2 separate regions of the Gossypium arboreum genome follow, and region 1 is linked to region 2. A link is a contact called in public Hi-C data. All regions are on one chromosome and are shown on one strand. The core of a region is the stretch at or near the end of the contact, and the rest is flanking DNA. Distances in the headings are between cores, read along the strand shown.

What was found. Hi-C and Micro-C count contacts between places; a contact is called where the count stands out from the background.
Region 1: a contact with region 2 is called in a Hi-C map of leaf, with 4 times the contacts expected there. The contact joins the promoter of LOC108450895 here to the promoter of LOC108489355 in region 2. A contact is called at or near these places in 2 of 5 Hi-C or Micro-C datasets (both in leaf).

The regions. Positions count from the first base shown.
Region 1 is chr8:127,385,202-127,387,901 of ASM2569848v2, reverse strand. LOC108450895 reads right to left here and starts at 1,399. Exons shown (of 8, transcript XM_053018219.1): 1 at 1,202-1,399; 2 at 770-1,071; 3 at 1-596. The coding sequence starts at 1,266. TRNAP-UGG (transfer RNA proline (anticodon UGG)) reads right to left here and starts at 1,751; the gene lies at 1,680-1,751. TRNAP-AGG (transfer RNA proline (anticodon AGG)) reads left to right here and starts at 1,522; the gene lies at 1,522-1,593.
Region 2 is chr8:126,445,709-126,448,408 of ASM2569848v2, reverse strand. It overlaps LOC108489355 (protein TRANSPORT INHIBITOR RESPONSE 1-like), which reads left to right and starts at 1,373. Exons shown (of 3, transcript XM_017793849.2): 1 at 1,373-2,360. The coding sequence starts at 1,894.

The DNA of each region.
Region 1 (2,700 bases), core at 150-2,649, 940 kb before region 2:
AAACTTTTCTGATGATGATTTTGTCTGCATGAGTTCGTCCACCTCCTTAAAAGATCCATTTACCATATTCCCTTCTGATTCTTTTTCTATCCCGATACTGGCTTTCAAACCCTGATCCTTGAACCCTGAAAGTGAATGACGGCGTGCATGCTCCTCTTCATGCTCATTGCTTAAATTTCTTTGCCCTTTATTGTGAAGATCTTGATGGCTTAAGTCTCCAAATTCAGAAGACCTTGTCATTCTCTTGCTAAAGGAATCAGTCTCTCCCTGATGACAACTCTCAAACCATTCAAAGGTTCCCACTTCTTTGACCGGAGATCCCCGATTGATTATCTTAGCCAAATGTCGAGTTCCCTTTGCACTGGAGACAAAAGGCGATTTAGTCCTCCTTCTCTCTTCAACTCCTTGACACAAATCCACACTATTAAAGCTCAAAAAGTTATCGACGAAGCAAAGTGCAATAGCTTGGGACGAATCTCCAGGTTCCTGAGAATCGACATATTCCAACCTTCTAATCTCATGATCACCTATAGACAATTGAGGCACATCCTTTGTCTCATCACTTCTATCATGATCCCTGGAAGATCTTTTCGTCCCTTCAATTCAAACCACAGAAAATGATTTACTAATAATTACTACGCACCATAAGATTCAACCAAAACATAAACACAAAGCAATCATATTGATCTCAATTTGCTAAGAGAAAAAAGGGGGTACAATGACATTGAATAAAAAATTTAAAACAAAATAAAACCAATGAAAGACTAACCTGCACTGAGTTGTTTGTCAATTGAATCAACATCTAAACAAGGGCTTTGCCCTTCCCTCTTCTTTGACACATTCTTTTCACTTCCACCAGTGATCTTTCTACAATTAAAGAGAGTTATAGTCTCGGTTCTACAACTTCCTTCATCTTCACTATCAAGCACAATTTCCATATCAAGCTCACACATTGCTTGTTCAGCTTTCACATCCTCCACATGACCCATATCGTCATCACCATCATCATTATCCATTACTTCAGTGCCAAAGCAAGCTTTCTCCAACTGGGTTTCATTTTCATTTACAGGACTATCAAGCACAACAATATTTATTTGGATCACACTTTGAGAATTTTCTTGATGATTAACGAGAATCCCCCAAAATCATGTAGAAAAAAAAAGGGGGCGATAATTGGAATATTGAAAGGAAAAAAGATTACCGGATGAATGGGGAGTGAGACTCAAAGAGTAGAGTGTGAGTGAGGTAACGTGTATCAGCAGCCATTCAATTTGTTAATGTAGGATTTTTCTCAGTGATCAACGATGATTTGGTGGGAAACCTCAAATTCTTAAATGATGGATGGGAAAGCTAACATGGTGGCATAATAAAACCCCATTTTTATGCATCAAAAGCATTTTGGGATTTTTTGAGTTTTGATTTTTGGAGGGGAAATAATAACAAAAAAATGTACCTGAAGGCGGGAAACTATTCAAGTAAACTTAACTATAAATAATTTTGTTTGAGACTAACAAACAAAGTGGGCATTTGGTCTAGTGGTATGATTCTCGCTTAGGGTGCGAGAGGTCCCGAGTTCAATTCTCGGAATGCCCCTCGTTTTTTTTCTGTGTCTCTGACCAATATGAACGTGTCAGCGCCTCTGAGCCAAAAAAAAAATTTAAAAAAGGTAACATAAGAAAGGGGCGTTCCGAGAATCGAACTCGGGACCTCTCGCACCCAAAGCGAGAATCATACCACTAGACCAAACGCCCGGACGGTTGTGCTTCCCTGCAGAAGGTTATAATTCATTTATTTATTTAGCTAGAGATATGGATTCATAATTACTATATTTAAAATCAAAATATAGCCTGGGTTTTTTACATGTATGCAGTCTAAAATAATGTCAAATATCATGTATTTAAATACCTTGATTACATTTAAAATTTAAAGTATTTCATACAATAAATACAATATATTCTATTTATTCTTTTATATTTTTAAATGATTTAAGTCAGTTAAACTGTTTTCAGACCTAAGTATAATTTTTTAATATTATTATTTAAATATTTGTCTTCAAATTTTAATTTTTAAAATACATTTTTAAAGATATCTCAATACACATGGATGTTGAATTTAAGGAATCCGTGCTAGCATGTCAAGGGAAAAGTACTACAAAATATAGTTAACTGTGTTCAGCCCTTATGGATATTGAGCTCAAGGTTGTGAAGTTTCCCAACCAACCTATTTAATAAGGAGTTGATTTGTGAACAATAAATACCCCACCCATTTCTCTTTTTCTCTCACCTAAAATATTTTCAAACTTAAAAGTAAATTGTGTTTATATTTATTTTTCGAGATAAAAATAGTTGCATTAATATTATAGAAAGAAGACATAGCAAACCATCCGGGATAAAAAAAAAAAAAAAAGAGTTATTGTGAATAAAGTGTCTTGTGTATTTTATGTTTCAGAGATAAATACATTTTTGTTGATTGTAATTTCGCAAGAGTAGTCTAGTTTGGTTACTCTGTATCCAAAGTTTTAACCTTACCTCAATTTTAAATAGCAGATTGGATCATATAGTGGCTACAAAGACAGAGATGAGAGAAAGCCAAGGAATTGTACACTTTGTTCACACGAGGAGTATGAATAACAAGGAATGGAGTTATTTTTGTGAAAGAAACCCCCTACATTTCAAACTTTGGATATTAGCTCGTAATTTA
Region 2 (2,700 bases), core at 124-2,623:
AATTTCAGGGCAAATTATTTAAGAATTAGTTTTAAGAAAATAAATGAATTTCATTTAAAAAAAATATTTTTTGTATATAATGTATGTACTGTATATACTATAGGTAGAGACAAGCTTTTACAGTTGCGATCGATAAGGACGCTTATCTGAAGAAGCCATCCGACGGTTCAAATCTCTTCTTTTTAGCAACTTTAGATCTGGGCCGTTGAGTTTTAACCTCTCAGCTTTTTCTACATAAAAGGGACAGCTCAAGGGACTCCATGCCAAGACAGTGCAACCCCATAATACCATGTCCTTTTCGCCAACTGACAAAACTACCCTTTTGTTCAATTGAAGTGGGAGGGCGAATACTTTGGTAAGATGAGGAGTATTTTCGTTATTTTACAAAACCAGTTAAAGAGTCAATTATTTTCTCTGAAGACATGTACGTGCAGCCGGTTGTAATTGTGGGGACTCTTTAACCTTTTCTTTTTTTTTTTTTACCCTTTGCAGTAAAAATTAATATTTATTAATTACTACTTGGAAAGCTTTTTTTTCCGGGTTCTGTGTATTTCGACCGTACACTGTGAAAAGGTAAACCTGATCAGACGGTCTTGATCAAGGTGCATGGTGCACCCGTTCGTACTCCATTCGTTTTTCCTTGACTCATCCCTTTTATAGACATGTGAAATCTAAATTATAAAAAGAAAATAATTTTTATTTATACTTGATCAATAATGATGAAATGAATCAAGGCCGTTGGAGATGAATAAATAGGGCGGGTTGTACGCGGGGACAATGATAGCATGATTTTGAATGCAAACAATTGTATATGATTGGACGGCCGTGATGTCATGACAACAAGATTTCACATCAGATCATTCCTCATTATTTATTTTTTAACCCCTTTCTTGTGGTCCCCGCAATATCCGATCCCTCAGATCCAGCCGTGCTACGTGAATCATGAGATTCCTTGCACCACCATTCTCTCCCTACACATCATCACACTTTATCAGCCCCTCCAATATCTCGTTCCTTTTTTCCTTCCGATATTTATTCAAAATCTCGCTAAACATGTGCTTGATGTAGGATGGTTATACGTGGACATCCTATTTGTTTTTATACGAATTTAGGTAATATAGATAATAATAATAATTAAATTTAGATATTCATAACAAATTTGAACTTGTATATTTGTTACTTAAATACGCATTGTTCTTGTTCATATTTATTTTCTACTTAAATGTAATACAAATGGTAAATCTACTTAATAAAAAATATACTTTTAAAATTTAGGTATAATCAAAAGGTAATACAAATGATAAATGAAATTAAATTTATAAATTATATGAAAAAAGTTATAAATATCCAACTCGTTGCTACTGCTGTGCCACTGCCCCATATCTCTTCCATATACCCGTTTTATGCGGCTCCCCTTAGTCGTCGACGGATAAGAACCTCTCTCATCGTCTATCCTACGGCCCACATCTCTCCATCACTACGTGTTACTTTCCTAATCGCCCATCAGTATCTAAGCAGACCCACAAAAAAAAAATTGAAATTCTCTCGCTTGTCCTTTATTTCCCATGACTAATTTAATCATGGTTAAAATCTAACCATTCTTACGAACACAAAAATAAAAATCCTTATCCTCTCTCGTCCATTGTGTCTGTCTTTGACTTCACTTTCTTTCTCTCTCTCAATAGCTTCCTCCCAGCCTCTGCTCCCCCTATAAGCTTCGTTAATGGCGTTTCAGATCTCAAAAAACAAACTCTAAACCTTAAGTAAACGCAAATCCTGCCCAAACCCAAGACCAAAATCGAGATAAAAAAATTCATCCTTTCCTATCAAAAGCCTTCATTCATTTTTTTTTGTGTGTGTGGTTTTTTTTTCCTTTTATTCGAGGTTTAATTAATGCATAAGAAAATGGCGTTTTCGTTCCCAGACGAGGTGCTAGAGCATGTGTTCTCGTTCATACAATCAGATAAAGACCGGAACGCGGTGTCGATGGTGTGTAAATCGTGGTACGAGATCGAGCGTTGGTGTCGGAGGAAAGTGTTTGTGGGGAACTGTTACGCTGTGAGCCCAAGGATGGTGATCAGACGTTTCCCCGAGTTTAGATCCATTGAGTTGAAAGGGAAACCGCACTTTGCGGATTTCAATCTGGTGCCGGACGGATGGGGAGGTTACGTGTTTCCTTGGATCGCGGAGATGGCTGGAGCTTATCCTTGGCTCGAAGAGATTCGACTTAAAAGGATGGTCGTTACCGACGAAAGCTTGGAGCTTATTGCTAAGTCGTTTAAGAACTTCAAAGTATTGGTGCTTTCTTCTTGTGAAGGGTTTTCAACTGATGGTCTCGCTGCCATTGCTGCTAGCTGCAAGTGAGTTTGATGAAACTTTATTATTTTCTCCCTTTTCGGGATTTTTTTTTTGTTTTCATTTTGAGCTGAGGAAAGGAGTTGAAGTTTTCATCTTTGTGGGAGTTAAAGTAGAGCTTTTCCCCAATTTGTTTTTGGTTTTAGCTACATTTTTCTTGATTAGTTTTTATTCATTCCCATGAACTATTTTTTTTTTAAAACAAAGATGTGAAGAACTTTTAGGAGTTTGGTCTCGTGTTCTAGTTGTCTTAGTTATTTCAGCTTTTGCTTTTCTCAGATCTGAGGTCAAGTGGGGGTTCTTTTTAAGAATATCTAATGAAAATCACATGTTCTTTTTTACCTC